3 separate regions of the Gasterosteus aculeatus genome follow, and all the other regions are linked to region 1. A link is a contact called in public Hi-C data. All regions are on one chromosome and are shown on one strand. The core of a region is the stretch at or near the end of the contact, and the rest is flanking DNA. Distances in the headings are between cores, read along the strand shown.

Region 1 (3,149 bases), core at 216-2,715:
CAAACGTTTTCCACACAGGGAACTATGTGGAACACGGCTCATCTGCTACTTCCTTCGAGGGCCGGAGGACAGAAGGGGGAGGGTGACCTCTGCAGGACGATCACTCGAGTAGCATCCTTCACCAGTTACAGAGCGAAATAAAATCAATATACGGGACGCCTTAACGGGAAGTGAGATGTTTGTAAATCATATCATCGGGTGACTTCAAAATGTGACCCGTCTTGCTCGGTACCTTTAGGTGCTCGGCGCTTCTTGGCTTCAGTGGAAACCGGGAGCTGAAAATGATTAAATAAAACGAATGAGTAACAATTCATATCTTAATAAAATAGAATTTATACCATATTTCATATAGTGTCACTCATGAACAGCAGGTATGATAGATTTAGGCCGCCGAGAAATATGTTTTAAAGATGTTTTAGTTCATGAAAGGTTGAGGGAGACAAAAAGTCGGAAAAAAACCACAAACTAAAATAGAACATAAACATTTGAATAGGTCTTATGAACTATAAACTAAATATGACTGTACAGTGATGAAAAACATGCCAATGCTGCTGTTAATACTGACATTTCATAAAAATAAGTTCTCACATCCATCACATATATTTTCATGCTTACCCTTTAATGCTTTTAATCATTTTGAATGCAGGACTACATTGTAGTTCTACTTTTGAGTATACAAGTACTTTTTCCACCTCCGACGATGAGTAAACTTGGAATAAATTGAAAGAATGGTGTCAATCTGCATTTATTGAAGTTATTACTTCAGCTGGTTCACGTTGCCCGAGCAGATAGACGCGCATGCGCACTTTCAGTGCATCGCTTGAAGTCCTTTCCGCCCGATATTGGACCCACTCGAGTGCAGCGCCGCCGCTGACTTTCAGTTCATCACCAGCTAAGCTCTTCTTGTCACGACTTCCCGAAACGCGGCGCGTTATGGCCACAACGCGACGGGCACCTAAAAGCGAAGCGCCGGCTCCGTTTGGTGCGGAGCTGGACGGTAACAGCGTTACGTCACCTTCACTTTTAAGTTGACGGTGCGAAGCTCACGAGGCGCTGACTTCGCCCTGTGACGTTAACGTTGCCTACGCACTTCTGCTGCGATCACCTGGCTGCAGGTAGCCGGAGCCCCGCGTAGCTCTCGGGGGTGCAGCTAGCCTGCCCCGTGGGTGGCTGCGATTAAAGGCGGAATGCCGTTAGCTGCGGCTTAAGTCAGTTTAGCCCCGACTTGGAATCCGTCGGCCGGGAGCAGCTTGACATTGAAACGACGCGCGTTATTACGGAGGTTACGCTGAACAATCAAACCCCGTTACGCTAACAAGAGTGACCCGTCACCGCGTTTACCCGAGAAAACGCTAGCTTGCCCTCGGTAACGCACTCACCGCCGCGGAGACCTCCTCGTCCGCCATCTTGGGATGATCCACAGCGGAAGCCGTTGCCATGGATACGTGAGCGTTCACTCCGCGTGTCACCAGGCGACCATTGGGAAGCTTTAGTTGTATTTATACACAAATTAATGAACGACATATTCTTTAAATCGGGTACTCGTGGATGTTCTTAAAAGAGCGTAAAGGGAAAAATAATTACTGTTCACAAGAACAAAATTAACATTTCACACGTTTGGTCAAATCATTACTGTTAACCTGTATTTGTTGATTAGCCGTATCTCAGTGTTTTAGGTCATTTCCTAGTCCACATATCGCCTGAGATTTAACGTTCAGTTTCTATATACGTAAAAATGACATTTTATTCCATGTTAGGAAACCATTTTCATTTTTGCAAATACCCCGCCAGTAATTTACATTTTAAATTAGTCACCAATATGTACAACACACCATGATGGTCGAAAGGTTCCCTCAACAATAAACTAATTTCCCCATCAAGACAAACAAAGTTGGACAACACATTGAGCCTTGTGCTTAAATCCACACACAGGATTTGTTGTGCTCCATCTGCTTAAAGGCAGAGGTTACACCTAAACAATATGATTCAGTAACAGTAACGACATATCAGAATTCTTCAACTTATAAGATGTATATTCACAAGTAAAAATGTAAATACCCAACAAGTAGGTAGAACGCGGCGCAGAAATACAAAGTATGTGTCTATTTAGTAACAGGAGACATTGGTCTGAAGTATAATTAATAGATAATATCCAGACAAATGTGTTCGTTCTGCTCGTTAATACACTTTTAAGTACTGCACATACATCTACATTCTATACTATGTCAGTAACCTAACATTATCAAACCTGCACCCTGTGTTTCATTTTATTCGCAGCAAAACTCCACATTGATTTTATATCTATCTATATAGATATATATATAAACACAAGTCTTCGGAAATCAACATGATGAATTAAAATGTTCCATCCCATTTAAACAGTGTCTTCATTTGCCCTGAGAGGACATTGGTCACACTTCATCAGTGAAGCGATGAAAAGAGTAGAAAAGAAACCCTTCATCCCGTCCCCTTCATTAATCATCATCCTATACAGTTTTGTACACATCAAAAAACACTAAATCAGAGTAGAACTCTAACAGCAGGATGGATGCGTCTCGTTTCACGGATCCAGTACAGTGGTGTATAAAGTGGACTGAATGCGTTTAAAGTTGTTCATCAGGCGGAATGACATAAACGCTGCCGCTCTACATTCCGCTGTAATGACACAAACATATATTCATACATTAAGTGGATCCATCATTCAGTGATGGAGAAACATTCTCATGTCAAGTGAGCTGTTAAACTAATCCCAACTCCTCCCAGTGTTTATTTATGATGCGCCTGTAGGTTAGATATGAAAATCCAAGTGCTCCCCCTCCCGCGCATTTTCCAGTGAAGGGATTTAAATAGACGTACTTTATCACTAAACTCCAGCCCTGTTCAGTGGTGTCCCGTGCATCTTTAGTCGACCACGTTAAATGTATTCCAGTGACTTGCCAATTAACTTCCGTCACACCCGCCGCCTCCTTCTTCGCCCCGTTTGATTCAACTCCAGTTTTCTGTCTCCTTCCGAAAATTTCCCAGAATCAATTTTTGACGGCTGCAATCTAGCTGCACACTGATCAGAGTTCAATAACAAGCAACACATAATGTACGCACGCCCTTACATGCTGGTACAGGACCTCTAGCGTGTCTTCTGCATGTTTAAA
Region 2 (3,149 bases), core at 386-2,885, 160 kb before region 1:
CGGTTAGCGGTTCTCTCGTGGGCGGTGTAACGGTTTAACGACACCGACGGGCAGGGACATTACCGAACTCAGACACCACGGAACCATTGACACGAACTTAGCGTTGGGTTGAAGAGCCGGAATTTGAAATGGGAGCATTTTTAAGCGTAGGGGCAGGCTAATAAAAGGTCGAAATAAACCCTTAACGTGAGCATTTAAGACAAAAAAACCCGGCTCAATTTGTGCTCAAACTTCGGCCAACTATATGAATTACAGCAGTTTTTTTGGGGGGGGGGGGGGGGGGGGTGTTGTTTCGTACACAAAGCCTGACCCGATTCCTCGCCTCCCTCCGTCAGGTAGTGTTAGCTCGGCTGCCATGGATGCAGGTCAGACCTGATAAAGAGGCTCCCGCCTCGATCACTTCGTTCGGAAGTAACCCGCGCCCCCCCCACAATAAAAAAGGCAAACGAGCCGTTAACACACATTATTGACGAAGATGTCCTCGCCCTCGTCACGGTCTCCATCTGCCATGTCACAGACTCCCGGTTCCTCCGTGTCAGGGAAAGGAGGAGGAATTCGATCCGAGCTGGCCGCCATATTCCGTGTTGTGAGAGGCGGTGACGTAGGCGGAAGTTGAAGGCGCGAGGGAAAGGGCTGCAGCGACCCCTGCTGGTGGCCCACCGGCACGACACGCTGACGCCAGAATTTGTACACTTCTAAGAAATATATTTCTCTGGTATTTAAATCTGCACATGCTTGTCCACAAATATAGCTACGAGACTACAATTATATTACTTATAACGAGAGGGAGTTCTTTAAAACTGAATATAAATGGAATTGATGAAAGTTTCACTTTTGGTGGTTCACGTTGTGGTTTTATTTAATTTTTCCATTTACTCTGCTACCATCTTTGTTTTATCTGGTCTGTTTTAACATCAGCTTTAATATTTTTTCTGATAGGAAATCGGACAACACTTGTTTTGTTCGATTTCCTATCTGTAAAGTTTGACTCTCCATGGTTTTGATCAACATTTTCAGATTCTGCAAATCAGAAGAATTTCTGTGCATAGCTCATAGCTCCTCGAATGTGAAAACTGCTATTCTCTGGACTCAAAGCTCTAACAGAACTGCAAGTTTAGAGTATATTTTTTTTAATGTCAGAAGGCAAGAACACAATATTTCAATTAAATCAGCTCAATTAAATTCAATTAAATCAGTTTTTCTTCAACTTACCTGAAGGGACCAAATATCTCTAAATGCAGTCAAAATGGTAGTAATGAGGATGTATGATGTCAAAAACGTAATTGCTTCATCAATATTTTTCAGTGTAATGACGCGTGGCCATCTCGTAATCATTCACCTTTTCATTTCTCAACAAAGAGCCTGCAATAATTTGGTTTTGAAGACAAAAGAGCTACGAATCTGGTAAAAAAAAAAAGTTGCTGCGGTAGAGAGACGTACAAAAAGGAAGTCAACCCTAAAGGCTTTAATTCTTTCACTATGTCGCAAAAAAGCTCTGAAACTACAACCGTACCATAAAATATAAGTACTACTTGAGAAATACTGCTTGGTTAAATTCCACCACAGCTCGTATGTATACCTGACGGGCATTGTGATCATGTTGGATGAAAATAAGACAGACGGACACATTTACTTTGTTAGTATTCATAATAGTTTGTATACACAATGTATAGGAGCACCAATAAAAAAAACATTTTTTTTTTTTTCAAAACTTTTTCTTCAACATTTTTTTAAAAAGCCACAGATTTGTTTTCTACAGAAAGCAGAGAAAGCTCTGTACATGAACAAGCAACAACATAATTCCTCATCATGAGCTGCAAAATAAACAACTCGCTGCTCAAATTCCTTTCTGAAGCAAAAAAAAAAAAAAAGAATAAACCTAAAAAAACAAGACCAGCTGCCTGCTGCTTACCTAGGACACTACGTTACACAAACAGCGTTTGATATTTAAAACACAAGATATGTAAGAAATGTACTTTTCAAAAATTGTGAAAAAGTGCAATACAGGTTCAACTGTTTACAACTCAATAGATTATTTTCGCAAATGGAGTCCGGTTCTTTCCCCCCCCCTTTGTTTTCAATCACGTCTTCTCCAAAACTTGTTCGTTTGTATCCGTAGTTAAAATCTCGTACAGTTATATTGACATTCATGACGATGTACATTGATGAGAAACATGGTATTCACAAAAGTAGAGCAAATTACTATGATTGCAAATGACAAATTTCTTTGGGTAAGAGGGTAATAAAAACGAGCTTCTTGGATGAACTTTTTTTTTTTTTCCTTTTTTAAATCGGATGTGTGTAGAGATTCATGTTTTTTTTTTCTTGATACAAAAACTAGCATGTAAAAAAAAAAAAAAAAAAAAGAAAATCGGGGAGTCCCATTTAAACGGCCATCTTTTGTAAAAGAACCAGGGCATGAACGGAATGGGAAAAAAGGAAAAGGAGACACCCGCCGCTGTGAGAGCGCGTTGCTCCGCGGGACGCACGCCTGAAACCAAATATTGGTTTTTGGAAACGACACAAATATTCGACCAAACTTCTCGTATAAAAGATAACTCGTCTGCTGCAGGCGATTGATCGATTGACTGACTGCCACGCGAGTTATTCTCTGTTCAGGAGGGGTGTGCAGAGGGGGGGGGGGAGTCAGCGCCCTGAGTCCTTTAGGTACCCCCGACCTGTGAGGAGATACTGTCAAGTCCCACAGGACTGCAGAGAAGCATGTTGCCACGTTTCCTGCATACAAACACGTTGGTGAGGCTTTTCGAACTCGAGCTCCCACGACTAACAAAAGACGGAGAAAGACGACTCTTTAAACGTACAAAAGGGGGCCAACACAGTAAACTGTAAAACACATCAGGCTTCTCTCCCCTTTTCTGATATGAAAACTGAGCTGCAGGACTCGCTTGTAGTCCCACTTTCATCCCAAATAATAATAATAACGAAACAAATGGGGAAACATCGAAAGAATGAGGCAGTTAAAAAACACACACACAACATATGTACATGTTTATAAGGATATGTGTGTAAAAAAATAATACAATAATATAGAAAATAATAAAAAGTCATGGCACGTTATAAGACACGAGGGGGTAAAAACGAGGTTTATGAATAATGTAGGCTTGTAAAGGGGAGAGGGGAAGGGGGGG
Region 3 (3,149 bases), core at 357-2,856, 140 kb before region 1:
TTAACGTCTGGCTGGTTTTGTCCAAAACGCAAAGACAATCAATCAGCATTCGCATTGATCCGATTAAAGATTCACACATTCGCATGGAATGCTGGAAAAATAGCCCTCAGCCGCTGAGCGAACATTACATCCTACAGCAGAAAAGGAGAGGAAGCGCATGTGCAGCCCTGCTGGTTTTGTGTAGATGTTGCGTGTGCGCTCTGTGCATTTGCACAGATAGTTATGCACTCATTTGCATCCTGAGCTCTCGCACTGGCAAGTAAAAGCCTTTTCATGTATTCGGCCACTTGTGAAAATAAGAGACAAAAAAATGCCCCCAAACACTGAGGAGATATTGTAGAAAAACCTCCCGGCTTCCTAAATCTAATTCTCAGACACTCAGTAAATCCTCTCAAGAGCCACTTTAAAAAAAAAAAAGAAAAAAAAAAGTAAAAAGAGTTTGGAATGAAATATTTTGTTGATACTTGCAGAGGTAATCCTTGGAGGAAGGAAGTTTGCTTTTAATTATTTACCACTTTAACTGCTTTAATAAGATATTTGCAGCGTCGTCAGAGACCCGCATACGAGTACTCTTGTGTAGTAGTATCGTGTGTGTGGGTGTGTGTGTACGGCAGTACTACCGTCCAGTGCGAGGAGTACCTGCTGGTTCCCTCCTGGCTGTAGAAAACAGAGAAGGTCAACTCGTCTCCGTGGGGCTCGGCTGGCGGGCGCCACGTCAGCTTGATGAAACGGGTGGAAACCAGGGAGGCCACGACGTCGCGGGGGGGCGAGGGGGCGGGCCCCGCCGGACGGGCTGCCCCTCTGGAGCCTGGCGTTACATGGTCAGCAGTGTTAGGAGTCAGTGAGGGGGGAGGAAAAGAGGGCAGGGCTACATCTTTGGGTCGGAAGGGGGGGGGGGGGGGAGGGAGAGAGAGGGATGGCGAGGTGGGTGCAGCGAGAGGGAGGGGGGGGGTGCAGGAGACAGTGGCAGCATAGGACATCCACAGGGGGGGGGGGGGATGGAGGAGGTGAAATGGAAATGACAGTGAAACGGAAGAAAGGAAGGAAACAAAAAAAAGAAGAAAAAACAAAATAACAACAACGTAACGAAAAAAGCCTTTTAACGTGACGAGGAACCACAGAAATATAACACTTGTACTACACGATTAGAAGCACAATACGAGGGGACTACACATGCAGATCTACACACAGCGCTCTGATGTAGACGGTGGCGGAACAGATTTCATTTCACAGACGGCCCTCCCAGCAATCATTTTTAATTACAAATGATTGACGCTTTTACTCTAAAACAAGACGGAGGGAGACTTTGTGCACACCAGAAACCGTGTTTGCGGAATTCAATTGCTTTTCATTCGCCAAAGACAAAAACATTCCTACGTTTAAAACTAAAGTAAAAAACACACAGAAGCAGGAGATGCTTTCCGTTTTCCTTTTTTGTTACTTTCGGCCGTCACATTCCTTCGGCTCAACCACAGAAATGTCTGTGACTTCACTCGGCGGTTGCTGCTTCTTTTTTCAGTCTTCTTCGGTGGAACGAACCGAGCGAGAGCTGCTCTCCACAAAACCACAGCGTCAGTCCGCGTGTCCGCGTGTCCGTGGGCGGGTCACGTGAGCCGACTGGAGGGCAAAGGGACGACGCGGCGCAGTGTGCAAACGGTGTGTTATTGCTGGAGGGAATTGTTGTGAAATACAAAGCAGCTGCTGGCATGCGCATCTGTCCGTCTTGGCGTGCGGGACGACCGCGAAGCTGGCTTTAATATTTGTTTACATATCAAATTCCCCAGTTCATTGACTTTTGTGGCTGCAGGGATTTTCTGTTATTCGGTCTGCTCGTCTCCCACTGGGATCAACATGCATCTGCACACACTTTGTAGCTTCAAACGAAAGCCGCAGTGCTATCGTGTGTGTGTGTGTGTGTGCGTGCGCACCAAATACACTCAGCCTTTGTATTGGAAAGTTGTGTTTGCTCTTGGATTTGAAATGAAACAATGATTTATGAGGTTAAAGTGCTGATTGCAATCGTTCATTTCGGATTATTTGACACCAATTTTTAAAAAAAAAAGAAGGAAAAATCAATTCATCACACGCAGGGTGCGGCGGCTGAAGTCGATTTCTGGGTCTGAAGCTGGAGCTCTGAGATTAGCAGATACTCGATGTCTTCACTCCCGGCTCACTTTGCTGTTCTTTTTGCCTTCAGTCTGGTCAACAGCAAATAAGACTGCGATGGATTGCGGTCCGGTGACTGATGAGTCTGCCGCGTCGTCCGCGTAATGTTTAAATGGGGACTGAAATCCCCGCCTCCACCAAGCTGGATGTCAACAACCTCCAACAGCCTCTAGGCTGGAAGTCAACACTTCGACCTCAACGCCTTCATTTCAAAGCCAATTTACTAAAAACGGAGGGAAACAAATCGTCATCCTAAAGCTCTCTGACTGCAGCGTAAATGACCGATACAAAAGACAGAAAAGCACAAGGCTGTGGTGTCTCTCTCACACACACACACACACACACACACACACACACACACACACAGCAAAGGGATTGCCACTTAACCACGAGCAGGCTCACCCATCGTCATTGGATAAAACCGACACAAGGGGAAGATTTATGAATTTCAGACAACTCCTCCCTTCCTTTGAATAAGGAAACCTTTGACCTTTTTGGTAAAATTGTGAACTTATTGATCTGTGAAGCAGAGTTTCCCCACAAAGAATCACCCAAAAGCGCCACTACATTACAGATGTGTTCATAGTTTTTTTTTTGGGAAATAAGTTAGTTTGCATAAAGAATTATTAAAAAGGACCAAACAAATGGGGCTTCCACCCGTCGTAGATTAGTTGACTAATTTCAGTAATCCCCAAGCAGATTGGTAAGAGTCCAATCCACATGGAACTGCCTGCTGATTTAAAGTTGAGGCTCCATACGAGTTCTGCAAAAGGATTCCGTAAAAATTAAACTGAAGAAAGGCTGCAATAATTAGTTTAAATCCCCGAGGGGGAAGACAGCTATCCAAGAATTAACTGTCACCCACTTAGTTAGGAAGCACTGAAGGGCCTGACTGCTACTCGACAACCTCAGGCTGTGCTCCACTTCACAGAGAAGACAAACAAAGGTCTACCGCACAGACGGCCCGTCCTCAGCAAATATCC

Evidence for each region. Hi-C and Micro-C count contacts between places; a contact is called where the count stands out from the background.
Region 2: a contact with region 1 is called in a Hi-C map of tail fin, with 3 times the contacts expected there. The contact joins the promoter of snx1b here to the promoter of bbs4 in region 1. A contact is called at or near these places in 2 of 6 Hi-C or Micro-C datasets (tail fin and whole body).
Region 3: a Hi-C map of skeletal muscle shows a contact between it and region 1, with 5 times the contacts expected there. The contact joins the enhancer-like site here to the promoter of bbs4 in region 1. A contact is called at or near these places in 2 of 6 Hi-C or Micro-C datasets (both in skeletal muscle).

What each region holds. Positions count from the first base shown.
Region 1 is chr12:21,031,074-21,034,222 of fGasAcu3.hap1.1, reverse strand. bbs4 (Bardet-Biedl syndrome 4) reads right to left here and starts at 1,465. Exons shown (of 16, transcript XM_040169421.2): 1 at 1,380-1,465; 2 at 233-275. The coding sequence starts at 1,439. It overlaps scamp2l (secretory carrier membrane protein 2, like), which reads right to left. Exons shown (of 9, transcript XM_040169422.2): 9 at 1,757-3,149.
Region 2 is chr12:21,192,091-21,195,239 of fGasAcu3.hap1.1, reverse strand. It overlaps snx1b (sorting nexin 1b), which reads right to left and starts at 1,635. Exons shown (of 15, transcript XM_040201029.2): 1 at 463-1,635. The coding sequence starts at 576. neo1a (neogenin 1a) reads right to left here. Exons shown (of 29, transcript XM_078085704.1): 29 at 1,629-3,149.
Region 3 is chr12:21,168,543-21,171,691 of fGasAcu3.hap1.1, reverse strand. It overlaps neo1a (neogenin 1a), which reads right to left. Exons shown (of 29, transcript XM_078085704.1): 9 at 640-874. Among protein-coding and RNA genes, the nearest start is that of snx1b, 23 kb to the left of the region's middle. Within about 2 kb of position 1,606, at least 3 of the 9 cell types and tissues checked have open chromatin away from gene starts, as enhancers often do.